3 separate regions of the Mus musculus genome follow, and all the other regions are linked to region 1. Evidence: chromatin contacts called from public HiCAR-type and HiChIP or PLAC-seq data. All regions are on one chromosome and are shown on one strand. The core of a region is the stretch at or near the end of the contact, and the rest is flanking DNA. Distances in the headings are between cores, read along the strand shown. Region 1 holds the start of Dppa4 (developmental pluripotency associated 4). Region 2 overlaps Morc1 (microrchidia 1). Region 3 overlaps Morc1 (microrchidia 1).

Region 1 (2,781 bases), core at 148-2,647:
AGTCCCAGCACTCAGAAGGCAGAGAGGCAGGAGGAGCTCTGTGAGTTCGAGGCCAGCCTGGTCCAGGACAGCAGGCTACACAGAGAAACCCTGTTATCAAATACCAACCAACTAGCAACGACAAAACCTTTTAACAGTTGGCAGAAAAAAAAAAAAAAAAAAAAGGGCTGGTGAGATGGCTCAGTGGGTAAGAGCACCCGACTGCTCTTCCAAAGGTCCAGAGTTCAAATCCCAGCAACCACATGGTGGCTCACAACCATCCATAACGAGATCTGACTCCCCCTTCTGGAGTGTCTGAAGACAGCTACAATGTACTTCCATATAATAAATAAATAAATCTTTAAAAAAAAAAAAAAAAACAGTTGGCAGATAGAAAGTTACAGTTTTGAACCAGGCTCGGTGGCCTGAATTCCAGCCCTGGGGAAGCTAGAAGATCAGAAATTCAAGCCCTGGCCAGGTGTGGTGGGGTACACCTTGAATCCTAGCAGTCAGGAGGATGAGACAGGAAGACCTCAGTATGCTGCAGGTCCGTGGAGACTTCAAAAAAGGAGGGTTGGATGGGGAAGAATTAAAAGAGTTGTAATTTTATGGGCTGGGATTGTAGCTCAGTGGTAGATTGATTGGTGCACAGAAACAAAGCCCAGGGTGAGCCCTGAAACCACCAAAACAATGCAACCCCCACCCCCTGCCATCTCATGGAAAAGGATTTCTGGAGCAACTGGGTTGTTTTCATTCCTGTTCAGGATGCTAATTCCATTAGATAAATTTGCAGTCTTTTCAGAATTCTCTAGGAACTTCACTTTCCCTTAGCAATATTTAGGTTCTTTCTTTCTTTCTTTCTTTCTTTCTTTCTTTCTTTCTTTCTTTCTTTCTTTCTTTCTTTCTTTCTTTCTTTCTTTCTTCCTTCCTTCCTTCCTTCCTTCCTTCCCTTTTTTTTTTTTTTTTCTTTTTTCTAAGATAGAGTCTCACTATGTAGACTAGGCTGACCAGGAGCTCAGAGAGATCCACCTGCCTCTGCATCTCTAATGCTGGGATTAAAGGTGTGTGCTGCCACGCCCAGCAATAATTACAGTTTTAAATATCCCAGATCTACAGTTGCCAGGAGCAGGGGGTAGCAGCTCACACCTCTAAATCGCAGTATTCCGGAGGTTGAGACAGTACAATATACAAAGCGCATTTCTGGCCAGGCAAAGAAATGATAAACTCTGCCTCAAAAACAAAACAAAACAAAACAAACAAAAAAAAATTCGAGGAAACAAGCCTAATAATTAAACCACACAAAAGGGGATTTTATTAAAATCAGCCACAAAAGGAGATTTTAGCATCACAATTTTGTTGAGGGTGGGACCAGAAGGGGAGGGGAACGGAAGAGGGCCTCAAGACAACAGGAAGTAGGAGGAGATTTTGAAAAGCCGGCTGAGGTCAGAGGTCTTTTGGAAGCTGGGAGAACTTTCTTTCGGAGGATTCATCTATTCTCAAGATGGAGACTGCTGGAGACAAGAAGGTGAGAACTGTTTTTACAATTTGGCTTTCCAAATGAGGGCCCCTCATTTTTGAGTATAGCCAGCCATTGTTTGGAGAAGAGAAGAATGAGCGTTACAATTTGTTACAACCTTAATTGTTTTTTTAAAAAAAATTATTATTTAAAGGCAGGTGTGTGGCTTGGCGGGCCCGCTCGAAGTGGCCTTGCGCGAGACCCTGGGGCCCGGGTGTAGATGTGTTAGGAGAGGAGGGTGTGTTTTGGAAGGAATGCTTTGTTAGGAAGGAATTTAGAATCCCGTAGCTGGTCCCGGGATAAAACAGGGTATAAACTGAGGCTTTGGGTAGCCTCGGAAGGAGTCCCCAGTTAACCTGAGAGGACCCGAGGGCTTAACCCAAAAGTGCCTGCTACAGGGCTTCCAGGCCCCTTAATTTATCCATAGGCCCTCAGAATCTATGAATTTTGACATGGCAGACCTGCTGGTTCCTAACTGTAGTAGCCAGGATAGGATGCTGAGCACTTTCCTGGACTCCTCCCCAAGAAACCGCCAGCCATTTTCATCTTTCTTTATTGTAAGAATTTTGTTAAGTCCTAAAGTGAATCCTTTATAAAGAGGTTGTGCAAAAGTAAATCTTAGTCCTTGGGAAGCCGGTCCCTATTGTGATGGGAGAGAACTGAGGTGTCAAGTAACAGGAAATGCTAAATTGTCACTTCCACAATTGCGGGGGTGGAGGAGGGGGGGGGTGGAAAAGACCTAGGTTTTGGAGCTAAGTGACCTGGTGGTTTTACTTATTTATTTAGTGAGTTATTGTTTTGTTTCTCTGTAGTCCTGGGTACCCGGGACTCGCTCTGTAAACCAGGTTGGTTTGCCTCCCGGGTGCCACCCTCTCTTTTCTTTCTGAAACAAGGTTTCTCTGTAGCCCTGGCTGTCCTGTAACTCACTCTTGTAGACCAGGCTAGCCAGGAACTGAAGAGATTCGCCTTCCTCTGCCTCCCGAGTGCTGGGATAAAGGCATGTGCCATGACCACCTGGCTTTAATAAGCTTTTAACTTTTGGCCCTCCATGTTGAAAATACAGTAGTGGTTCTGAAGTTATATAAAGATTAAATGAGGCAAGGAGTGTGTTTAGTCGTGTATATGCTGGAAGAGGCTTAATATTTGTTAGGTTTTTTTTTTTTTTTTTTGGTGTGTGTGTGTGTGTGTGTTTCTTTCTGTGCTTAGGGATTTTTTTGTTGTCGTTGTTGTTGTTCCCTTAATTAAACTGAATATTTATTATCCATCCTCAGCAATAAAAGGGAGAG
Region 2 (2,781 bases), core at 207-2,706, 330 kb after region 1:
GTTTGTGGGTCTTGCTGCCACTGGATCCAAATTGGTGTCCATGGCCCTGTTTACCCCAAGTCTGTGTTGATGTCACTGCCACTGGGGTCATGATGGTGTCCATGAAGTATGCTGCAGCAGGGAGCCATGTTGATGTCTGTGGTTTGTACTGCCACCAGAGATCCTGCTGAGGTCTGTGGTGTGTGATGATGCTGGAGACCATGTGGAAGTCGTGATCCATGCTTCTACTGGGCTGTAAAGGGTAATGGAGCAAATTTTGCCATGGTATCGATGACTGCAGACTCACAGTTGAGAGAGGGATGTAGAAGGCTTCTATGACAACCCCTATCCCCGTTCTACAACCCACCCCCCAAAAGTAACAGCCTAGGAAGGAAACTGTTAAAGACAACTCTTAAAAATTGTGATAAGGACATTGAAGTGTGTCTTTCCACAGTTGAGGGCTTTTGGCAGGGATGCATGTGGGGAAGGACTCAGGGTTTTTGTTTTTTGTTTGTTTGTTTGTTTCTTTTGTTTTCTTCTTCTTCTTCTTCTTCTTCTTCTTCTTCTTCTTCTTCTTCTTCTTCTTCTTCTTCTTCTTCTTCTTCTTCTTCTTCTTCTTCCCCTTCTCCTCCTCCCCCTTCTTCCTCTTCCCCCTTCTTCCTCTTCCCCTTCTCCTCCTCCTCCTCCTTCTTTCTCCTCCTCCTCCTCCTCCTCCTCCTCCTCCTTCTTTCTCCTCCTCCTCCTCCTCCTCCTCCTCCTCCTCCTTCTTCTTCTTCTTCTTCTTCTTCTTCTTCTTCTTCTTCGAGGTAATAAGAGTTTGGGTGGACCTGGGAGGACTCAAAAGTAAGTAAGCTTTGGGTGCATGGTGTAAAATTCCCAAATAATCAATAAAAATATTATGCTGGAAAAAAAGGAGCACTCACAAGAAGTGTTCTTTGCTGGGAATAGTGCCAGTTTTCTTCAGATTAGATGCTTCCTCTGGACAAGGGCTTGTCTTATCATAAGCCAAGTCACCAAGGAAAATCGATACACATGAACAGACTCATCACACATTAAAGTGCTGATATTCAAAGACATGCAAAGTTTTCCTGAGATTGTCTTACAGTCACTCCTAACTGCTATGGAAATTTTGCTACTTATAACCTGCTCAAAGCTATTTAGTCCAAATATAGAGAAGCTTAGTATCATGTAGCTTTTCTTTATACAGCAGAGAAAACTATTAATTTTATGAGGTGTCAGAAATATAGGAAGGCATACATTTGAAAGTCACTCTCAAGATTTTCACAAAATGAACTTCAGAAATATGCATTTTCATTTCTTTTCCTGGAAAATTCAGATAGTTGCAATGTAAACATGAACATATTCTAACTGCACCACAGTAGCTGAAAAACGACTGTTTCCCCTGCCTGGGAGGCTCTACTTTCTGTTTGAATGGAAAAGCCAAGGGCAATGATGGGCAGCTATAGTTATTCAGTTGCTAGGCTACAGGTGTGCCTATTAACCTGCCTTGAGACAGTGCTGGTTTCCAAAGTGTGCAGGAATCCACTGTTGTTTCCTGGTAGAGGGGGAAAGGCAGTTTGACTTCTCTTCTGGCCATGTTTGGTTAGAGGTGTGTATGGCTGAGGAAGGCTAAGGAAACTCTCAGAATGAAGAATCTTAAGGAAACAAGCTGCCTCTGCAGGTGTCCATGGGGTGGGGGTGGGGTCCCCAAAACAAAAGACAGGGCAGAACCTTGGCTTCTTTCTATTTTCTCAATCTTTTACGTCATTAATTTTTTAAAAAAAATATTTATTGTTTTATGTTTATATGAGTACACTGTTGCTGTCTTCAGATACTCCAGAAGAGGGCATTAGATCCAATTACCGATGGTTGTGAGCCACCATGTGTTTGCTGGGAATTGAACTCATGACCTTTGGAAGAGCAGCCAGTGCTCTTAACCGCTAGCCCAAGTCATTAATTTTTTAACTGCTTATTTTTCTACCTTGATAAAATTTACAACATATTTAAAGGCATCATACTGAGTTTCTTTTTTTTCCTTGAAGGTCACATTCAAATTCATCTCCCCTTTCCCCATGCCCCTCCCCCTTCCCTGTGCTCCTCCCACTTCTCTGTGCCCCTTCCCCTTCTGCATGCCCCTCCTCTCATCTATGGAGCTGTCTTCTGGAAATGTAAATTTGTTTCCATTGAGCCCTGTCCATGGGACTCCGGAGAATTCCCAGTGTGATGTTAGGTAGGTGAGGTTTACAATTTAATTTAAGGAATGTTATTCCTCACCCTGACTTTACAAACATCCTTCATAGAGATCTGCCTGCATCTGAAGCTGGAGCACTAGAATTAAAGGTGAGCCCCACAGCAGCCAGCAACCTCCATTTCTTGCACCGATGCTGAGCTCCTACTTTGTCTTAGCTGTGTGATGAACCTCACCCAAACTACACATTTATTGCCAGTGAATCGAATACTTGACTCACTTGCTGCAGCCTCTGTTACAGCCACATGTAAGATCAATTTCAGAAATAAATAGGTCATTTTAAAAGTCTATAGAGATACTAGGAATGAGTGTAGAGTCTCAAAGATGGTCATTCTGGAGGGGCTCACCACCATAGCCGTCTCCAGTGACTGTTCACTGCCTCAAAAACCTGACCATAGTTTGGTGCTGATTTACTTATGATCTGCCGCCTGTGATGTGGATGCTGCGTTTTCAAGGCTTGGCTCCGCTCTGTCATATGTCCTATGTGCTTGCACAATTTTAAATGTAGAACTTGTTTTTCAGGTTTGGGATCAAAGCAGCACCAAGGTCTCACT
Region 3 (2,781 bases), core at 97-2,596, 280 kb after region 1:
TTTCTGTCAGTTCTGTGGATCTGAATGGAAAGTGGAATGGATGGGAGTGGGCTGGACACTATGGGAGTCAAGAGGGAGAGGGTGGTCTAGCGAGGTTCCTTGCTCACAAGTAATAGCAACCAGTCTGGAGGGAGCTGGAGCAGTCACGATGATGATTGCACATTTCTAGATGAGCTTTGCATATAGCTCCTGGAAGGCAGAAATAGACAGTCAACAGGCACGGGGTGTGTGCTCAAAGGGCCACTGCTTCGGGTGTGGCTGAACTGACTTGTTTGTTTGTTTGTTTGTTTGTTTAAATAGATTCATTTCTTTTGTGTTTTTGTCTTAATGGTCAGATCTTTGTCTCAAATGGAGAGTCCTGCCTTCCTCTTCCAATTACCAGGAAAAAGGATTACCTGACCTATGGATTTGTGCCAGTAATCCCAACAACCTGGAAAACAGGTAAGTGTTGAGTAATTCTCCAAAAATTCTCTTGTCAATGTAAAATTCCTAAGGTATCCCTTATAAACCTTGAAAGTGTCAGTTATAGAGAGATTTTTACCTTAGAGGCCCATTTCTCTTTAAAGCCTTTGTAAACTCCTTGGCTATCTATGAGAATATTGTTGGTTAGTATATTTTTCTATTGATTTAAACTGATCTGGCCGGGCGGTGGTGGCGCACGCCTTTAATCCCAGCACTTGGGAGGCAGAGGCAGGTGGATTTCTGAGTTCGAGGCCAGCCTGGTCTACAGAGTGAGTTCCAGGACAGCCAGGGCTACACAGAGAAGCCCTGTCTCAAAACAAACAAACAAAAAACAGATCTGCTATCACAAAGCACAGGGCCTCATGTGTGTGGGCCTTCCACCTAGCAGGAAGCCTTGGCCTCCTGAGCTGCATCTCCCATCCATGCACACAAGCCAACAACTTGCTCTTACAGGAGTGTTCCTGAGAGGGTGTGTCCAGCAGCTCTAAGCTGTTAGAATATATGATTTAAAAAAAAATTAAGTCATGTATTGATTCCATTATTTTATATGCTAGAGGAAAAAGTTCAGACTAAACAGGAAAAAGGGCTGATTAAATATTGATGGCTGTCGAGCCCTTTTAGACTAATATCCTTTCTCTAGGGAAGGGAGTTAGTATTCCTTTTTAATAGAGGCATCTTCGCCCCACCCCAGCACTGCTTTCTCTGTACAATCTCCTCTATGTCCTTAGAGCTAAAGAGTAAAGGGATCACTTTTACTAATGTGGACCCGAGAGTAATCCCTCTTCTTCAAGTATGTTTATCCAGCTCTGAAGACTAACCCCCCGGGAAGCTGCCTTTCACAGCTTTCTTTACTTCCATTGTCCCGTGACCCTGAACTAGCATGCTCTCGCCCTCATCCCTTAGCAACTAGGGATGCCTCACAAAGCATTGCAGAATCATCCTCAAGACCACATTAACTTTGTCCCTTTTACGCATCCAGATAATTCCACTTGCAAGGAGAGGCAAGACAAATTTAGTTGTGTTGACAGAAAATTGATGGACTCTGAAACTATAAATACCAGAAAGTGCTTCTATTTCTTGTTCCCCGAAGTCCCTGAACCTTTCAACACAATGGCATAATACTGACCATCTGTATGTCATCCCCACTGAACAGATTATAATAAAATATGCAGAAAACAGCAGCAGGAGGCTTAGCAAGATGTAAGAGCATCTAATTGGGAGCAGACGCTTCCTGCATAGGGAACTCACAGTCTGTTGTGTGGATACGATGACTCCTGGGGGAAGACTGGGAATCAGTCCTGTGACCTCACTCAGTCCTCTGATTCAGCGTCGCAGTCTGGACCTACCTTCATGAAAAGTGGGGATTGATGTCTGCCAGGAGACCTATGCACTGTTGAGTTTAGATGATAGAATCATATAAAATAAACTCATATAAACAAACCTGATATGGTTGTGTATTAGGGCATGTTCTGTGAGAACAAGAACTGTCAAGAGTCTTGAGAGTAGACAAGGTATTGCCTAGAGTCCCAGAGCCTACAGTTGGTGGTCCAAAATGGCTTCCTAGTAGCCACCAAAATCAATGCTAGTGGATGGCGTTTGAATGAACAATGGTCTATGAAACAGAACTTGAGACAGAAACACCCCTTTTGTAAACACAAAAGCTTACCCTTCCATCTTCATAAAAGTCCTGTGAACTCATTCCATCCCTAAGAGGAGAAAGCACAGATACCCAGAAGGCTTTAGTGACCTGCTGGCGATTCTCCCTTCAAGCTGAACTTGAAGCAGAGAGTCTGTAATAGAACATCCTATGGAACTCAGTTCCACTTTACATGCATTTAATGATTAAAACCATCTTACCCATTGTAGTATTCAGGGCCAGCAGCCTGGACAAACTAACATAGAGCCAGTTTTGTTGAGGCTACTGAAGTCTTGTTTGTTTTCTGGTTCAAGCACAGAGGGAAACTACATTTTTGTTACAATCTCTGAGAAATAGCTGTCAGCACGCTCCCATTATATTCATGATATGCATTCATCTGTATTGAATGCAGGGATCACCAGCGGGGTAAAAATGATGCCTGTATTTGGCTGAAGCAAAGTCTCCTCTGTTTCAGAAAGGATGCAAAATACATAGAGGTTGTACTGCATATTAAAATTGTCCAAAGATCTTTGAAGGTAGACAGTTGCGTGTGCTTCATTTTAATAAAATACTTCCTTTCTCTGTTCTGAATAAAAACTTAACATGGCCAGGAGGTTCTTTTCTCAAATGAAGTAGTCCTGTGTAAATGCTGCTCCGTAAGTGTCTTCAGGTTCATGTGGTTG

Evidence for each region. HiCAR-type assays count read pairs that join an accessible place to other places. HiChIP or PLAC-seq counts read pairs in DNA pulled down with a chosen protein or histone mark.
Region 2: a contact with region 1 is called in an H3K27ac HiChIP or PLAC-seq map of embryonic stem cells, with 10 read pairs. The contact joins the enhancer-like site here to the promoter of Dppa4 in region 1. A contact is called at or near these places in 4 of 39 promoter capture datasets (embryonic stem cells and stem cell-derived epiblast-like cells), 3 of 484 Hi-C or Micro-C datasets (all in embryonic stem cells) and 7 of 115 datasets of contacts at active chromatin or transcription factors (all in embryonic stem cells).
Region 3: a contact with region 1 is called in a HiCAR-type map of embryonic stem cells, with 2.9 times the contacts expected there. The contact joins the enhancer-like site here to the promoter of Dppa4 in region 1. A contact is called at or near these places in 3 of 39 promoter capture datasets (hippocampal neurons and liver), 7 of 484 Hi-C or Micro-C datasets (cerebral cortex, embryonic stem cells, liver and 2 more), 2 of 115 datasets of contacts at active chromatin or transcription factors (both in embryonic stem cells) and 1 of 9 other capture datasets (pancreatic islet).

The regions. Positions count from the first base shown.
Region 1 is chr16:48,282,338-48,285,118 of GRCm38.p6, forward strand. Dppa4 (developmental pluripotency associated 4) reads left to right here and starts at 1,398. Exons shown (of 7, transcript NM_028610.2): 1 at 1,398-1,504. The coding sequence starts at 1,481.
Region 2 is chr16:48,609,540-48,612,320 of GRCm38.p6, forward strand. Morc1 (microrchidia 1) reads left to right here. Exons shown (of 27, transcript NM_010816.1): 21 at 2,750-2,781. The region is part of intron 1 of Gm41458 (a long non-coding RNA gene); the gene reads right to left. Among named protein-coding and RNA genes, the nearest start is that of Gm41458, 2.9 kb to the right of the region's middle. Within about 2 kb of position 1,457, at least 4 of the 459 cell types and tissues checked have an H3K27ac peak or open chromatin away from gene starts, as enhancers often do. A contact at or near this core is called in embryonic stem cells, where this site is marked.
Region 3 is chr16:48,561,200-48,563,980 of GRCm38.p6, forward strand. Morc1 (microrchidia 1) reads left to right here. Exons shown (of 27, transcript NM_010816.1): 16 at 336-441. Among named protein-coding and RNA genes, the nearest start is that of Gm41458, 51 kb to the right of the region's middle. Within about 2 kb of position 1,347, at least 14 of the 459 cell types and tissues checked have an H3K27ac peak or open chromatin away from gene starts, as enhancers often do. A contact at or near this core is called in embryonic stem cells, where this site is marked.